2 separate regions of the Triticum aestivum genome follow, and region 2 is linked to region 1. The links are chromatin contacts, called in public HiCAR-type maps. All regions are on one chromosome and are shown on one strand. The core of a region is the stretch at or near the end of the contact, and the rest is flanking DNA. Distances in the headings are between cores, read along the strand shown. Region 1 holds the start of LOC123165612 (wall-associated receptor kinase 4). Region 2 holds the start of LOC123165733 (DIMBOA UDP-glucosyltransferase BX8).

Region 1 (3,951 bases), core at 405-2,904:
ATTTCGGACATACCGACCAAACAGTCGAGGCTAAGGCTGGTTGTAATGGGGAGTATCATATACTAGTATCATGCATATGATACTAGTGTATGATATTACCTCCCTAATGCATAGTATCATATAGTACCTTATTTATTGCCATGCATGACACCTACTAGTAGTATAGCATTTATTATGATACGGTATCATGATATGATACTTAACCCTCCCTTTCTTCATTTAATTCTACGACACCTCATCAAAATTGCCTAGTTGGCAATGCATGATACTAGCTATGATACAACCATTACGACCAGCATAAGGCTGGTTTATAATGGGGAGTATCATATACTAGTATCATGCATATGATGCTAGTGTATGATACTACATCCTAATGCTTAGTATCATATATTAGTATCATGTAGTACTTTATTTATTGTCATGCATGACACATAGTAGCATAGCATTTTTCATGATATGATACTCAATTCTCTCTTTCTTCATTTAATTCTATGTCACCTCATCAAAATTGCCTAGTTGACATGCATGATATTAGCTATGATACTATCATTACAACCAGCCTAATGCAGAACAATCTACAACCACCTATGCGTTGACCAGACAGCGTTGTCATCCACCGAGGCAGAAGCTTCCCGTGATGGAAATGAAACGAAATATTAAAGCAAGTCAGTCAACATGAGAGTGATGTTTTGAATAGAATTATTGTATCAAATAGCAAATATCCAAGACTTGTACCATAAGTGTTACATCAGATGTGCCAACCTACAGCTGGTAGAACATCTTTTTCAAACCCATTAATAGGGGGCGTTGAACAGTTGGTATATGCGGGGTCCTTGCAAGTTTGAAAGTGACGAGTAGTTGCTAAAGGGCCACTAATCGTTCACTTGCCGTGTCAGTTCATGTTACTGCCAGAAAATTGTTTCATTTTGGCTTTGAAAGTTCATGCTACTCCCTCAGTACCGGTGCATAACTCATTTTATATTGTCAACCGCGATCAAGATGAAGGAGAAAAGGAGATAACTTAATTTTTACTTGCTAATTATAATACTATTGCATGTAATGAACTGATCCGTGCATGTTGTGTTAGGTAGTCTCAAGTCATTAAAAATATACACGCCCCATGTCTTTTATTGGTTGATTCGTCTATTCAGGCCAAGAAACAAGAAATGAGGTGGCAATTAACGCACAGCGTTTAAGTGTTTTGGGATTATTTGATTTTTCGACTTATGCACCGGTACGGAGGGAGTAGGACTGAGCGGCTCATTGTTTTTGTTTTCCGGTTTTTGTTTTTATTTACTTTTGCGATGGTGCCGCTCTTTCAAAAATAACCACAAAAGTGCTACAATGTAGAATATGGGTTGAATGTGCTACACGTTCCATTTTTGCCAACATAGTGCGCTACATTTACACAATATATGTGCAGAATTTCCTTTCAAAGATCAAAAAATGATTTAAACACAGCTAATAATGTCAAGTCCCTTGGCTCTTATGCACTAATTGGCTCGCGAACCGACTCGGTATAGACAACACACCTAATGCTAGAGCATCTACAGCTTCACTCAAACTAACCGAATGAAGCCGGTCAGTTTCCGGTCATAAAAATGTGACCCAACCCGGCATCCTAAACTGGCCACGGACATATTTGTGAGCGTCGGTGTTTGTACTGTGTTTGTGAGGATAGAGCGGAAGAATAAACTCTCCATAAAGCACACCATGAAAGGCCATGCCAATCAAAAATTAGCCTTTCTATAGACGCATCTGTTTCCCCAAGACCGAAATACTCTGCGGTGAAGATGAAGCTCCCCGAGGCACTCCGCTTTGTGCTCGCACTGCTGTTGCTCCGGCCGGCGACAACGGTGGGTTTACAAAGAAGCCAAGAAGCGAACAGGGTGGTTCCTTCCACTGCCACGCTCGCCGATTGTCCAAGGAGTTGTGGCAACCTGAGCATCGACTACCCTTTCGGCATCGGATCCGGCTGCTCCCGGCAGCCGGACTTCGACCTTCGCTGCGTCGAGAACAGCTCCGCGCAGGCTGCTGCTCCCAGGCTTTTCTTGCAAGACGGAGTCACGGAGATCATCTCCGATGTCTCTGGTACAGATCAGAACACGGATTTTCTTGCAGCATTTTCCCATGTCATCTCCTTGAGATCTGACGCCGACGTGTACAACATATCCTGGTTTCCTGGGAAATCTTTTCTTTTTCTTCCGGTCATCATACTCAACATAACAGGCTGCAACTTCGACGCCTACATGCTCGAACGTTCCTCCAACACGATGGTGGGGAGTTGTACAGTGACATGCCCTACAGAAGGCATCACGGATGCGGTGGCTAGACAGACCTGCAACGGTACAGGATGCTGCTCCGTCGTCATCGAGAACATGGTCACCAGCCTCCAATTCAGATTTGTCCGTCGGAGGATAGGGAAGCTGAAACTGGAGGGAAAGAGTACCCGTGGCCTCCTGTGGGATACAATTAATATAACCAGTGATCACGCTGCTCTGTCCTGGGTAATACGAGACGATCAACAATCATCGGCCGGCAGCTTGCAAAATAGGTCAGACTATGCATGTCGCAGCAACCACAGCGGATATACACAGTCCAACGAGTTATCATTTCTCGGCTATCTCTGTTTCTGCGATAGTGGTTACCAAGGCAATCCCTATATACTGGATGGCTGCTCCCGTGATAGAGGTAATTACTCCCACCTCCGGTCAAAGTATCAAACATATTTGTGGTTTTATAGCGTGTGCAGTCGGGTTTCTGAACTTTGTTAACAATGTCTCTTGCCTTAAATTGCTTATTTTATTCATGGCAAATTTTATCATGCTCCCTCTTACTTCCCCTTTTCACATGAGAGGTAAGAGTCCATAATAGATCTGAGCCCTTGATTTGATTAAGTAGTGATCAGATTTACTCTTACGTTCTTACCTCTCATATGAAAAGAAGGGGTAAGAGGGAGCATGTTAAAAGTACTCTTCATTCATTCCTTATCTATATGGCCTCTATAACTTAATATAAGACATTTTTTGACACTGTGAGATAGTCTCAAAAAACATCTTATATCAAGTTACGGAGGGACTATTTGTTATACCTTCTTCCTTTTTTCCCAAGAGTGTTACTTTCTTATGTCTAGTTTAGTCTTTAAAATAGGTTTAAGACAAGAATATCAAAATTATAATCATAGTTTCGGTCGGTCAATAGACCCAAAAACAATGTGACCGCACACATTCTTCCTTTCTTTTTGTTGAAAATATCTAGTGGCTTCACCATGTGACCAGTTGTTTTGGCACAACTTTAGATTTTCTTTTAGAGTTGTACTCAAGACGAATGCACTGAAGTTTTTCTTATACTTTCTAAGGTTTCGATCCGTATCAACGGAGGAATAATTGCTCCAGGATGTGTGGGAATATTAGTGTTCCTTTTCCCTTTGGCATAGAATACGGTTGTTTTGGAAGGAAGTTATTTCAGCTCAACTGTACAAACCCTACAACGTCTACGCTGCAATTCAACAGCGGTCCGACAATAATCGTGCCCACTGTGAAGTACATAAATATTAATGAGGGGCTATTGGATGTTTACTACGAAACACCATTTGACGACAGGATGATGAGTATATCTGAAGGACCTCAACTGTACAGCTCTAGTTCTTCCGGGCAATCCGCTTCTCTGCACTGGGCAGTTGCAAATTTAACATGCCAAGAAGCACAACAGAACGTATCAGGATATGCATGCGTTAGCACAAATAGTACATGCTTGGGCGTTGTTTACTCTGAAAGAGGAGGCCCACTTGGTTACCGTTGCACATGTGTAACAGGCTTCGACGGGAATCCATATACCACGAATGGGTGTCAAGGTAATCTCTGTTTCTTAACTGTATCTGCTTTGGTAAAATGTTCAGATTTGGATGCAACTCCCCTATGACAAATTGACAATACTGGTACGGTTGGTTGC
Region 2 (3,951 bases), core at 445-2,944, 230 kb before region 1:
ACTCCAAACTCCAAGCAAAGAACACAACAATGGCGATTTGGTATTTACGTACCTTGGACGGGCAAATAGCCCTTGTGGCACAGGCTTGGGTACGCCAGGTACACCAGGAACCTGGCGGCGCTGCTGGTCATGAGGGCCAGAGCGGCCACGCCCAGCTCCCTGGCCACGGAGAGCGGCGCGAACCAGTCGACGTCGGCCACCACGAAGGCGACGCGGCCGTCCTCCCCCTCCTCCTCCGCCCTGAGGGCGCCGGCCAGGTAGTCCCGGAACGGCGCTGCGCAGTTCTTGTTCAGCGCGAAGACGAACGACGCGACGTCCCCGGACGCGGCGAGCTCCGGCGGTATGTTGTCCGGGATGGTGACCAGGCGGTAGTCCGCCGGGAGCTTCCGGCGGTCCGGCGCGCGGGTCTCCGGGTGGAGGATGGTGATGGCGAGGCCGCGGGAGTGCAGGGCGGCGGCGAGGCGCAGCATGGGGTTGATGTGGCCTTGGTAGGACAGCGGTAGGAGGACCACGCGGCGGCGGCCGCGGTTGGTGCTGCTCGGCGCCATGGGTGACTGTGTAGGTCCGTGAGTGCGTTGTGTGGATGCAGAGGAGGTGTTTCTGTCTCGGAGAGAGACGCTGTCCCCTCCGACCTGCAAGAGCTAGTTTGGTTCTTGTCCAGAGCGGCATATGCCTGGTCGAATGCGCTTTCTGGCCTGGACGTACTAGATTCTCAATAAGTTTTGGGGCTGCTACAAATCATCCGACTGATTTTTGGGGAAAATTAGTCAGGTCGCGCGTCGTTGGATTCATCTCCTAACAATCGTTGGATCAGGTCAACGCGACCACCAACCGCGTCGCCACATGGACGCAGCACTGCATGCTCAGCGGCAGGAGCCGCACCCCCTTCCCACTGCCGAAGATGAAGCTACACTGCAGCCCCGATGAAGCTTCATCGCTGTCGTCGACGGCGCCGGTGATGCTACACTGCAACTTCAACACCACTCCATCGCGACTCAGGGCCGCCGGTGGAGCTCCATTGTAGCCGCCGCTGAAGCTCCATTGAAGCACTGCCCACCGCATCACAGCTCCGGCTCGCCGGTGAAGCTTCATTCCTGTTGTCGACGGTGCCGGCGGTGCTACACTGCAGCGCTTACCCCGTTGCATCGCGGCTTAGGCCACCTGTCATCTCCATTTGCAGCCGCCGGTGAAGCTCCATTGTAGCATCGCCTGCCGCGCCGCAGCTTGGGGCTCACCGGTGAAGCTCCATTGCAGCGCCGGTGAAGATTCATTGCAGCTTTGCGTGCTCATCGCAGCTCCGGGCGCCGCGTTGAAGCTCCATTGCAGTCGTCAGTGAAGCTCCATTTGCAGCCGTCTGCGAAGTTTCGTGGCAGCACCGAGCTTCGGGCCTCCGCGCGAGCTCTGCATCGCAGCACCGGGGGCCGCCGACGAGCGCCCCGCTGCAGCACCGCTGTGCGCATGCGGCGGCGGCGTCCGATGCTGTGAGGACGATGGGGTCTTGCGATGAAGCACGTGGCGGCAATATCTGATGCTGCGATGGTCGCTATCATTCCTCACCCGGTTCGTGTTGGCGGTGGATTGGTGTGGGCGAGCATGACGGCCAGAGATGGCAATGGCTTGTGCAACGGCGGCTGTGCGCGCGGTGCAGAGAAGTGTGCAGCGCGGGGATGAGAGGAGAATGGATCTTGACGAAGGACTCGAATGTGTGGAGGAGAGCTACGCGTGAAGATAAGGCTACGTGAGGATAAGCGATGGTGGGCCCCAAAGGGACACGCGTCAAGCGGGAGAGGCGGCGGACGCACAGACAAAATCCTCCGGTTTATTTAGAACGTTTTCCATAATTTTTTGCGTGGTCAGGAAGACCAGACGGAAAAGGGTATGGTTCTTTTTTTGGGCGTGCCTATGTCTCGCTTATAGGTAGACGTTGGGCAGCCTCGCCACAGCAAGGGCGAGACTGGGCCGGCGCAACGTGCAGAAGGCCAACAACCTCTTTTTTCCTTTTTCTTTATTTTTTTGTATTTTGCTTTCTTTTTTTTACCTTTGGTTATACTTTCAAATATTATAAATACTCCCTCAGTTTGGAAATACTTGTCGGAGAAATGAATTTCCATTTCTCCCACAAGTATTTCCGAACGGAGGGAGTATATACAATACGAAAAACACTTTCTATAAAATATTTGAACTATATTAATCTAGCATTTGCAATTTAGTAAATGTGTATAGAAGAAATGTTTCTCATGTATATACAAATATACAATGTGTATGAAAAAGTTGATCATGTATCTAAAAAATGTTTATTAAACATTTTCAAAATGTTAATAAAGCATTTGAAACATGGTAAAGATGTATAGATTTTTTTTCTCATGTATACGAAAAATGTATAAAAATATATACAATGTGTATGATTTTTTTTCATGAATTTAAAAATGTAATCTCATTAAAAAATTGTTAATCAAGTATTTGAATTTTTTTAATCAGGCATTTGAAAAATGTTAAATGTGTATAGAGTTTCTTCCTTATGTATACAAAATATGTATATAAAAACAATACAATGTGTATGAAAATGTTGATCATGTATTTCAAAATGGTAATCAAACATTTGAATTTTTTTAAATGTGTATAGGGAAAATGTTGACCATGTATACAAAAAATATACTAACTGTATGAAAAAACTTGATCATGTATTTAAAAATGGTACTCAAGCATTTGTAAAGTGTTAATCAAGTATTTGAGGAAGGATAATCACGTTGTTGAAATATGCTAAAATGTGTATAGAAAGAAACATTTCTCATGTATACGAAAGCCAATGAAACCGACAAAGAAACAAAAAAAATAAGGAAAACCAAAGAAAAAAAGAAGTGAAATTGAGACATAAACAAAGAAAACCAGTGGAAAATCAAAGAAAAATAGAAAAACCAGAGAAGAAACGGAAAAAGGAAAAAGAAAGAACGCAGAAGAGCTAACAAAACCAACAAACTCGATCGAAACTAGCGAACGAGGAAATTTTTTATGAAAATGGGCCAGCCCAGTACCTACACGTGGGGGTGAAACATTCAGCGAGGCGTATGTTAGTCTTGCTGTAAGCGAGATATAACATTTTGCCCCATGTTATAGGATAAATGTTAGGTTTTTGTTTTTTGAGAGAAAAGTGTTAATTCCTAACTGGTCTGCATACTTATTAGGTTTAAAGCTTCAGCCCATGAGCCCATCCATCAAGAACTAAGTCATCTGATTATTGTCCGATAAAGCAGAGTTACTCCTACGATAAAATGGTAGATATGTTATTCGACAAGAGTCGCGATAAAGCTAAACGTCAGTTTCGTGCTGGTGTCATGTTTATCCTCATTTTTTTTTGTAAACTTGGCATCAAGAGGTATATGCGCGAGTGTATTGCTTCTCGACTGGGAGTTGTAAAACGTTTATCTATTACTCCCTCCATTACTGAATATATGTCTTTTTAGAGATTTCACTATGGACTACATGCGGAGCAAAATGAGTGAATCTACACTCTAAAATATGTCTATATACACCCGTATGTAGTTTGTTGTGGAATCTCTAAAAAGACTTATATTTAGCAATGGAGGGAGTAGAGTAATGTAAAATTTCTTGTGGGCCATTAACAAAGTCAGAATTGCATTGAGATCGTTTAGATAATATGTGTCGTCCAAATATTCAGTATCTATACCTATTATTTATTTAATAAAAATGCCTATTGTTTTCAGTATTTTATTTATTTTTATGTTGTGACGTGCACCTTTGCCAGGGAGCTTTTTTAATCACAAAACATGTATCCATCAATCACCCTAATTCAAACTCATACACTTGAAACCCAAACATGAACCAACTACGAGTCCATTAGAGCAATGATTACTCTCTTATACACACATTTTTTGAAAAGTAATGGAGATAATCACAAACTATAAGGAAGCACAATACTTCAAAACATTGCAA

Evidence for each region. HiCAR-type assays count read pairs that join an accessible place to other places.
Region 2: a HiCAR-type map of leaf shows a contact between it and region 1, with 5 times the contacts expected there. The contact joins the promoter of LOC123165733 here to the promoter of LOC123165612 in region 1. A contact is called at or near these places in 1 of 5 Hi-C or Micro-C datasets (leaf) and 1 of 1 datasets of contacts at active chromatin or transcription factors (leaf).

The regions. Positions count from the first base shown.
Region 1 is chr7D:593,210,391-593,214,341 of IWGSC CS RefSeq v2.1, reverse strand. It overlaps LOC123165612 (wall-associated receptor kinase 4), which reads left to right and starts at 1,654. Exons shown (of 4, transcript XM_044583297.1): 1 at 1,654-2,691; 2 at 3,359-3,853. The coding sequence starts at 1,794.
Region 2 is chr7D:593,441,906-593,445,856 of IWGSC CS RefSeq v2.1, reverse strand. It overlaps LOC123165733 (DIMBOA UDP-glucosyltransferase BX8), which reads right to left and starts at 1,694. Exons shown (of 2, transcript XM_044583449.1): 1 at 53-1,694. The coding sequence starts at 548.